2 separate regions of the Mus musculus genome follow, and region 1 is linked to region 2. Evidence: chromatin contacts called from public HiChIP or PLAC-seq data. All regions are on one chromosome and are shown on one strand. The core of a region is the stretch at or near the end of the contact, and the rest is flanking DNA. Distances in the headings are between cores, read along the strand shown. Region 1 has its middle 43 kb from the start of Ifi204. Region 2 overlaps Aim2 (absent in melanoma 2).

Region 1 (5,485 bases), core at 1,082-3,581, 350 kb after region 2:
AAAATTACAAATGTTTTCAATGTCCTAACTAAATACTAAGTTATTAGTAAGTCAAATATACTTACTAGTGTGTTGATCCAAATTACTTAATAACCATTAATAGGAGGTATTATTTATTAAGTTATTTAATTGCCTTACAGCCTGATTCTTTCTTCCCATCCATCCTCTCTTCCTAGTCTCTCCCTCACCACTTCTCTACCTCTAGTTCTTCTACTTCTCCTTTTTTTTCTCCCTTGGGTGTCAACCATCCTTGGCTTATCAAATTGTAGTGAACAGCCATCTCCTGTAACCAGAGAAGACTTCCAATGGAAGTCCACAAATCCAGCTACAATACCTTCAACCCACAATTTTTCTTGTCTACAAGATGTGTAGGGGTAAAGATGAAAGAGAGATTAAGGGAAGGGCCAACCAATGACTGGCCCAACTTGAGACCCATCCCATGTTAGAAAGTCATTCCTGATGAATTATCTCCAAAGGCTATCTTGCCCTTTCATGAAATGTCCTTTCATCCATCTTTATTACTGCTCTATTTACAATATCCAGGAATGGAAATATTCAAGGTGTCTATCAAATGATGAATGGATAATGGAATATAGTACATTTACAAATAGAGTATTATTCAGTTGTTAAGAAAATAATAAATGATGAAATTTGTATGTAAATGGATTGATCTGGAAACAATCATTATAAGTGAGATAACCCAGACTCAGAAAGACTAGAATTATATGTTTCTTCTTATTGTTAGATATCAGCTTTGAATCTTCAGATTAATGTGTTTTATATCAAATAATCATAAAGGTCAGGGAATTCATAAGGGGCCATGAAGGAACCCACTGCTCCTATAGAGAATTCCATTTTGGTTCCTAGAACCCAAGTCAGGTGGCTCACAACTACCCATAACATCAGCTCTGTGGGGACTTGAATTAATGTGTACATACCACACCTCACATACATAAATACATAGATACATAGATACATACATACATACATACGTACATAATTTAAAATAATAACATAAGTCTTAAAAAGCCTCTTGTTGACACATGCTCCACTATGTTCATAGCAGTCTTATTTATAATAGCCAGAAGTTGGAAAGAACCCAGATGTCCCTCAACAGAGGAATGGATACAGAAAATGTGGTACATTTACACAATGGAGTACTACTCAGCAATTAAAATCAATGAATTCATGAAATTCTTAGGCAAATGGATGCATCTGGAGGGTATCATCCTAAGTAAGGTAACCCAATCACAAAAGAACACACATGATATGCACTCACTGATAAGCAGATACTAGCCCAGAAACTTAGAATATCCAAGATACAATTTACAAAACACATGAAACTCAAGAAGGAAAACCAAAGTGTGGATACTTTTCTTTTTCTTAGAACGGGGAACAAAATGCCCATGGAAGGAGTTACAGAGACAAAGTTTGGAGCTGAGACAGAAGAAAAGACCATCCAGAGACTGCCCCACCTGGGGATCCATCCCATATACAACCACCAAACCCAGATACTATTGCGTATGCCAGAAAGATTTTGCTGTCAGGACCCTGGCATAGCTCTCTCTTGTGAGGTTACGCCAATGCCTGGCAAATATAGAAATGGATGCTCACAGTCTTCTATTGGATTGAACACAGGGCCCCTAATGAAGGAGCTAGAGAAAGTACCCAAGGAGCTAAAGGAGTCTGCAACCCTATAGGAGGAACAACAATATGAACTAACCAGTTCCACCCCCAGTTGTGTATCTAGTAGCAGAGGATGGCCTAGTCAGCCATCAATGGGAGCAGAGGCCCTTGGTAATGTGAAGATCATATGCCCCAGTACAGTGGAAGGCCAGGGCCAGGAAGCAGAAGTGGGTGGGTTGGGGAAGAGGGCGGGGGGTATAGGGGGCTTGGGGGATAGCATTTAAAATGTAAATGAAGAAAATATCTAATAAAAAAGCCTCTTGCTAAAACAAATAGAATTTCTTTGATAAAATTTAGTGCCCTGTGTTTTGTGCATATATATTTATGATTGTGACAACCTGTGAATGGATATCTTAATAGATATGAAACCCATATTGACAAAATGCCACACCCTTCAGTCATAGGACATGGAGAAGTCAAGCTGGCATTGACCTAGAAACTTCATTTATTTTTGTTTCATTAATTAATTTCTGTATTCACTTTATATTCAGAGATTGCAGCTCCCATCTCTTCCCAGCCCACTCCTCAAACCCTTCTCTGAAAAGTAGGGGACAAACCGCCTTGGTATCAAAACACCATGGCACATCAAGTCACTGCAGGACTAACCACTTCCTCTTCAAATGAGGCCAAACAAAACAGCCCAGTTAGGGGAAGAGGATATAGACAGGCAACAGTGTCAGGGACAGCTTCCTCTACAGTTGTTGGTGAAGACCAAACTGCACATTTGCAACATATGTGTGGGGGCCCTAGGTCCAGCCCATGCTTATGCTTATGCTTATGCTTATCCTTATGCTTATGCTTATGCTTATGCGTTGGTTGGTAGTTCAGTCTCTGAGAGTACCCAGGAGTCCAGGTTAATTGACAGTATTGTCTTTTGTGGAGACTCTATCCCCTCAACTCTTCAATAAAACTCCTGAGCTCTGTCTAAAGTTTGGCTATGGATCTTGCATCTGTTTATTTTGGCTTCTGGGTTGAACCTCTCAGAGGACAGTGATGCTAGGCTCCTGTCTGCAAGCATAACAAAATACCATTAATAGTTTCAGGGATTGGTTCTTCTCCATTTGATGGGTCTCAATTTGGGACAGTCATCTGTTGGCCATTCTCTCCATCTCTGCTCCATCTTTGTCCCTGCACTTCTTATGGACAGGACACATTTTGAGACCAAGTTTTTGAGAATTGGTTAGTGTCCTTATCTCTCTACTGGGAGTACTGCCTGGAAACAAAAGGTGGTCACTTCAGGTTCCATAACTCTCACTGCTAGGTATAGTCACCCACATACACTCCCTACAGCTCTTTAGTTGGTGGCCAAGTATCTAAGTTCCAGTGATCCAGGCTTATTAACCTTGTTTTTCTTCCTAAAAGTTGCCATAATCTTCAGCTTCTTTTTCCTTCCCCCAATTCATCCAAAAAGTCCCTAACCTGTTTCCAGTGCTTAGCTGTGAGTATCTGCATCTGTCTCAGTCAGCTGCTGGTAGAGCCTTTCAGAGGACAGCCAAGCAAGCCTCCTTTCTGCAAGCACAACATAGAATCAGCAATAGTGTCAGAGATTGTGCCTGTTGAGCCAGTCACTGGTCAGTCATTTCTTCAGTCTCTGCTCCATTTTTGTCCCTGCATTTTTTCAGACAGGAACAAATTGGGTTCAAAAGCTTTGTAGGCGGGTCCTCCACTACGAGTCTGGTGTGACTACTGAGGTGATCTCTTCAGGTTCTATATCTCTGCTGTTGGGCATTTCTGCTAAGGTCACACACATTTAGCTTTGGGGGCCTCCATCATACCAGGTCTATAATACTTTCTAGAGGTTCTTCCCACTCCTGAAGCCCCAGCAGCTGCATGTTTCCATCCATTCTCCTGGCCCTCTAGGCCCATCTTCTGTCTCTAACAATACTTGATCCTGGCCCCATTTTTCTCTCCCCCCTCTCTCTCCCACCCATGTTTTTTCTTCCTGCTTTCTCCCATGATTATTTCGTTCCTCTTTCTAAGTGGAATTTAAGCATCCTTACTTGGGCCTTGGGATATTTTCTAGTTCTACCCATTTGCCTGCAACTTTCATGATGTCCTTGTTTTTGGTAGTTAAATAGTATTCTCTTGTGTAAATAAACAACATTTTTATGTGGGTAGTTTCATTTCTGGCTATTAGGAATAAAGTTGCTATGAACATAGATAAACAAGCATCCTTGTGGTATAGAGGAGCATCTTTTTTGTATAGGCCCAGGAGTAGTCTTGGATCTTGGATAGCTGGGTCTTGGGATAGTATTATTCCAAATTTTTGAGAAACTGACAAATTGATATCCAGAATTGTTGTACAGATTTGCACTACCAGCAGCAATGAAAGAATATTCCCCTTGTTCCACATCCTGGGCAGCATGTATTTTCCCTTTAGTTTTGCTTAGATCTTGGCCCTCTGATGGGTATAACATGTGATCTCAGAGTCCTTTAGACTTATACATTTTGATGACCAAGAACATTGAATATTTCTTTAATTATTTCTTAGCCTTTAGAGATTTTTTATGTTGAGAATTCTCTATTTAGCTCTGTATCCCATTTTTAATTGAGATATTTTGGTTTGTTGGTGTGAAACTTCTTAAATTCTTTATGTATTTTGTATATTAGCTGTTGTGGGAAATATTAAAAAGAACCTGCCAACTCTCCGTGCTCCTGCATCTCTCAACCCACCAACTCTCCCACCCTGCTGGGCCTCAGAGCTCCCACTAGATGCTGTCAACTTGGAGGTCTCTCAGCCCACCAACTCTCTGGCAGGAGCCTCTGAGTTCCTCTTGCTATCACATAATTCCCCTCGCACCCCATGGTCAGTCATCTCAACACCCAATGACCCTGTAGAATTAAAACTCGTAAAGCTTATAGTTAACCAATCAGATTTATGTATCAATAAAATCACAACTTACAACATGCCAATACAATAATTTCAGAGCCCATTGTTAATGATAAAAGCTTTATCCCAATTATTCCAAATTTATGATATCATAACTGAGGCTGGTCAAGCAACACTGGTTCATGTTCTCCTCCATTCTCCTTCTTTCTTCTCCCTTGAGATGTGCTCCCTCTCTGCCACCCTTAGCTCTATTTCCCTTTTCCCTGTTAAGTCACAGGCTTCTTGCTACCCTTATGTGATTAGACAGGGAAAATCCTGCAAAATGTCACCCTTTCTGTTTAATTAAAGAAAAAGGATTTCTCTCAAAATATAAATTGAGCACAATTATCACTATTTTGTAACTAATCTAGTATAAGATAGACCTAATACCCAGTCCAAAATTTTGTTAGTAAATTAAAACTGTCCTCTATCTTAACATGAAACACAATAATTCGCCCTTCCGGTCCGGCCAGCACCAGGGTAGCTAGGGCGCGGAGTCGGCTGACACCCGCCAGCTACCCACAACACCCGCCACAGGATCTTAAGACCTCTGGTGAGTGGAACACAGCATCTCCTCCAATCCAATCACGCGGGACCTGAGACTGCATTAGTTAGGGAAACAGAAAACCCGGCCTGATCAGGGGCACAAGTCCCTTCTGGTCTAAGCCAACACAGGGGTACCTTGGGCGTGGAGTCTGAGGACAACCATAAGGTATACACAGGACCGTCCATGGGATCTTAAGACCTCTGTGAGTGGATCACAACTTATGCAAGGAAGCAGGTTCGAACACCAGATATCTGGGCACCTTCCCTGCAAAAGGAGAGCCTACCTGCAGAGAGTACTCTGAGCACTGAAACTCAGGAGAGAGCTAGTCTCCCAGGTCTGCTGATAGAGGCTAACATAAACACCTGAGGAACAAGATCTAACCA
Region 2 (5,023 bases), core at 76-2,575:
ATATTTCATGTATATGTATGTTAAATTTTAAGTTATATGCCTGAAGTATACACACTGTGCCATATTCTACACTTTGCAGGGGTCAGGAACCCTAAGAATTCCTAGGTTACCACATGCCCTTTGAAAGTATCCTTTTTTGATCATCTTGCATAGCGATTCATTTTTCACGTTTCACCTAATGCTCTCCTCCTGCTCTGTCATCTTGGGTATGCCTTGTTAACCACTTACCTTGTGTGTCCTGAATGTAGACTTGCATAGAGTGCTGTAATCTTACGGCCGAGGTTTCTTTTCAGGCTGATCCTGGGACTGTGAGATGGAGAGTGAGTACCGGGAAATGCTGTTGTTGACCGGCCTGGACCACATCACGGAGGAAGAACTGAAACGGTTCAAGTACTTTGCTTTGACTGAGTTTCAGATTGCCAGGAGCACACTCGACGTGGCAGATAGGACAGAGTTAGCTGACCACCTGATTCAAAGTGCAGGTGCGGCGTCTGCAGTGACCAAGGCCATTAATATTTTCCAGAAGTTGAATTATATGCATATTGCAAATGCTCTTGAAGAGAAAAAGAAAGAAGGTGCGTAGGAGTGCCCTCCCTTAATGATATGAGAGAAATGAAACCCTTCTACATTGTATTGTAGGAAATTAATTTCCTTAATCACCAGGCCCTTCACCCCCCAGAGTCACTAAACAGCATGTTACAAATTCCTTAGCCGTGTCTGATGCCGGTAGTCAGGGCTGCCACCATTGTCTCTCTCTTCACCAGAGTCTGTCTCCAATCTACTTGCAGAAACTGCGGAAATGGCAGGTCGGTGTTAATGTCCAAGGTCTCATTACACAGTACTTAAGGTTTTCACACTTGGCTGAAGGCCTGCCTGGCTGTGACATGAAGAAAACACAGCCTTGAACATACAAACCAGAGAACTGTTTAACTTTGCCATGGACTATCCACCTCCGCGCTGAGCCATCCTGCCATGGTCCCAGTTGGCCTTTTTAAGGAAGCCTTTGCGCTTCTACTGCATGGAGTTTCTAATCCTTCCTTTATCTCTAGCATAGACGACATTATGAACTTCCAGGACACAAAGCACGTGTTTGCATTCAATAAACCAGCTCTCACTCTCCACAAATTATATGCCATGTCGTTAAGTTTCCAATTACTCCTTAAGAACAACTGGGATGTCCTTGGGGTTCAAATGACTAATAAGAGCCAATGAAAGTATACCTCATCAAGGGAGTCCCTAAAATGAGAGATTCCAAAGGCAGTGGTTTGGGGACACTATGTAATACAGAAGCTTCAAAATGTTAACTGCTTGCCGAGGAGATGTGTGTGATGCAGCAGCAGGGGCTTGGATTCCAGAGGGTTATTTATACGCCGTCTAAGTGATGAAGTAAGGGTAAAAATCACATACAGGTATAAGATGCTATGTGACTTTGAGGAACTTAGAGCAAGGCCTGATCACGATTAGTTTAAGAGTAGCTGACATTGGACAGAAAGTGTAGTTCTTACATTTGACCACACAGTGGCAGTAAGAACACATCATTGCTCCAGTCACTACTGTTCATCTACTGAACTAAGCGAGCCTGATAGCATGTTTTAGTTTTAACTCCCGAAATTAATTCCTATTCATGGCTTCTTTTTTTTTTTTTCTGGATAGGATGATATAAAGCCCCCTTACTTAAAAAAATTTCCTCTATTTTACTTCTGTAATAATGGTGGGGTTTTATCGGCTTGATTAGCTCAAAAGATCTACTTTGAGACCTGGTTGAAAACTCAGGAGTGACTGCTGATCTAGAAGTCAGTTTAGGCACTTTGCAGCTTGGAAGTGCTACTTGAAGTCATCTTCAAGCCTGCCTTGACCACAGCTGTGTCAGTGATGCCAGTGGCTGCTACGGTAGAGCATTGATCTCTGGCTTGTTTCCCAGCAGTTTTGCCTTGTGTTTCTTCTGGTAAATGTTCAGCATGACGTGGCCTTGCCTCATGAAAACTGTGTGTGTGTGTGTGTGTGTGTGTGTGTGTGTGTGTGTGTGTGTATGTGTGTGTGTGTGTGTGTGTGTGTGTATGTGTGTGTATCTGAACAAATTAAACGATGTCATTAAAGAATGATAACAGGGTCCCGACCTTTAGTTGAGGCTTGAGCAAGAGAACAGGTGAAAAATTATGAGGTTAAATAAGCATGACAAACCCAAGCAAACCTAAGGAAATTCTCCAAGTATAATGATCTTAGATAGAGGAAAAGTGTGCATTGAATTATTAAATGAAACGAGAGGTATCTAGTGGGAAGATGACTTTTCCAAATGTTTCCACACAACACTCTCAATGGCATTTTTTTTAAAAGGTCAGTATGATTGATAGGCTAGAACAGAGTGACATGTTTATTCCCTTTGGCTCCCTTAGCTCTCTTCTCCTCTCCTGTGCTGTCAACAGAGACTGGATGTTTTTATGTGCAAATATCCAAAATATAAATAAAAATGTCATAGCACTAACCATTGGACGATCAGTTGAACTTCTTGCAAGCATATTTGGTCATTTTGGTATTAGTCATAGGCCACTAGCATTTCCAAAGTTTATGCACCATAACAGCACAATGGAGTTAAAAATGTGATCAAAAAATTCTAAGAAGTTTATAGTTTTGCATTGGGCTGCATTCAGAGCTGTCCTTGGCACATGTGATTCATGGACCATAGATTAGACATGCCTACAAGAATAAAGGTCCCTATAGGATTCCTGACCAAGACTCAGTTCCTTCCTGTTGTCTGAAAGAGAGTGACAGAATACTTATTATGTGACAACTGTTAGTCATATACATTACATGATTTGATATCTAACAAAATTAAATCCATGAACATCCCTGAATGTTTCAGATTCTGTGAGGAAACCACACGTAAAAAGGTTCTTATAACATCTTTACCTATAAGTTCCTTAAGTAATTGAACACTGACCATATTAATAGATGGTCACTTAAAAATCAGGACAAGAAGTTTCCTTTTCAGAATAAAATGTTGGATGGGTGCCTGCACATTTGAGGAGGAGAAAGCAGTAACTTTTTTGGGTCTTTGTTCTACTTCTCTTCTCCTTCACAACCCCCTTATTCTTACCCCAGGCTGTGCTATGCATATGTCAGTTGGTATCAATTATAAGGAGACACCTTGTTCTCAGGTTTTCTGATTGGACCAAGCTGCTGCTTGTGTTCTGTGGTCAAATAAAAACATTATCTACATTACATGGTTTAGTAGGGTCACTAACTGGGCTTAGCAGTCCAATAGAGCTGCTAGCTAGAGTCTTTGATCGTCTCTAATTAAGTAAGTTTGCAGGATGTAGGTCCTAAATGGGTAGCGTTGCTACTTAGATTCTCTATTTGTTCATGGCGATAGATTGGGTTCCAAGGATAGGAAGGATGCTGCTCCTGGGACATTTGGAATGGGTGTGACCTGAGACTAAACACACACACACACACACACACACACACACACACACACACACACACACACACACACTCCATCGACACACGCATATACACCATACATCACATATCACACACCCATATATAGAATAAAATCACAGACTTTCCCCCCAGTTTGGGCTCATGCTGAACCACAGGCTAAGCTCAAAACTCATCCCAGTCCCATCACTTCTTGGTCACCAGGCTTGAGGAGACCAGGTCCTCTACTCCAAAGAAATATCGGACACAATTGCCTTTAACAAGAAGCCTTTTTATTTTTTTTCAAACACTGGGGCTGAGTAGGGTGATTTTCTCAATAGGCTGTGGCTGGGTTAGGTCAGATGATTCCTTTCAAAGACATCTGTGTGCATGAAATTACCTATAATCTTCAGGAAGCCTGATACATTGCTCTCAGGTTGGGTGGGGTCAGCATTCCACAGTGGAGTTCAGGCAGATTCGGATTCTGTGCTCCACACATGTGCGTATGTGTATGCCTTTTACAGTGTAGTAAGACAAGTGGAAAGTTGGCTATGATTCAAAGCTAGCAAAGATGCTATTGGATGTTCTCTTTGATTGGGTGACTCCACAAGGCAGACCACATATCAGTCACAGGAAGACCCATTTTATTTTGTTTATTTCTAACTGACTTCCATTATTCTAGTCTTGCCAATGTACTCAACAGTTCTCATGGGGTGGGATGAGATGAGAGTGAGCCTTCTACAATGCCTGCATACTACCGGAGTGCCACATGCACACTCCTTGTCCTTAATCCTCACCTTAGGAGGTGTAGGGCTGTGGGCTTCTCTCTACATGGTACTTTCCCATTTTGGGAAGGAGAAAACAGTTAAAATGAAAACATTCCTCTCTACCTCTAGAGGAACTTTTCTCAGCCTTAATGTTCTAGATGGCACCTCTGTTACCTTCTGAGATTTCCCCAAGGTGCCTTGTCTGTGCATAGTCCTGTGTCATGTTCTTGTGAGGACCTGAAGATGGGAAACTCCTAATCTATCACCCTGCTGTTGTCTCCCTTCTAATTTTCTTCTTAAAAATTAACGATATTTTAATGATATTTTAATTAACATTAGAATTCTAACGAGAATTCTAATTCTCAGCCATGCTTACTCATAGATTTTAATGTATCTGTTACTTGTTTCTTCCCCTTCCCCTTCACCTTCTCCTTTTCTTCTTCTCACCCTCCTCCTTTTTTTTTCTCCTTCAGCTGAACGTAAACTCATGACCAATACAAAGAAGAGAGGAACACAGAAGGTAGAAAATAGAAGTCAAGCTGAAAACTGCTCTGCTGCCTCTGCCACCCGCAGTGACAATGACTTTAAGGAACAGGCTGCTACAGAAGTCTGTCCTCAAGCTAAGGTGGCTAGTGACACTCTTATCACTATCCCTCTCCTCCAGCACTCGAAGCCTTCTGTTCTTTATCTCTGAGCATACAAATCAGGAAAACCGGGCTACGATAGGAGAGATATGTCTGCATTACAAAAAGAAAAATCACTTCTATTCATCAGCGTCCATGCCCAGGAAGCTTCTAATTTCTGCCATGCTCTGGACATGATAACCTGTTGCTATGTTA

Evidence for each region. HiChIP or PLAC-seq counts read pairs in DNA pulled down with a chosen protein or histone mark.
Region 1: a CTCF HiChIP or PLAC-seq map of pro-B cells shows a contact between it and region 2, with 9 times the contacts expected there. The contact joins two enhancer-like sites. A contact is called at or near these places in 1 of 15 datasets of contacts at CTCF or cohesin (pro-B cells), 2 of 115 datasets of contacts at active chromatin or transcription factors (fibro-adipogenic progenitors and large pre-B cells) and 1 of 9 other capture datasets (macrophages).

What each region holds. Positions count from the first base shown.
Region 1 is chr1:173,807,135-173,812,619 of GRCm38.p6, forward strand. No RefSeq gene overlaps it. Among named protein-coding and RNA genes, the nearest start is that of Ifi204, 43 kb to the left of the region's middle. Within about 2 kb of position 2,332, at least 39 of the 459 cell types and tissues checked have an H3K27ac peak or open chromatin away from gene starts, as enhancers often do. A contact at or near this core is called in pro-B cells, where this site is marked.
Region 2 is chr1:173,455,041-173,460,063 of GRCm38.p6, forward strand. Aim2 (absent in melanoma 2) reads left to right here. Exons shown (of 9, transcript NM_001013779.2): 5 at 294-575; 6 at 4,658-4,809. The coding sequence starts at 314. Among named protein-coding and RNA genes, the nearest start is that of Ifi206, 34 kb to the right of the region's middle. Within about 2 kb of position 1,326, at least 17 of the 459 cell types and tissues checked have an H3K27ac peak or open chromatin away from gene starts, as enhancers often do. A contact at or near this core is called in pro-B cells, where this site is marked.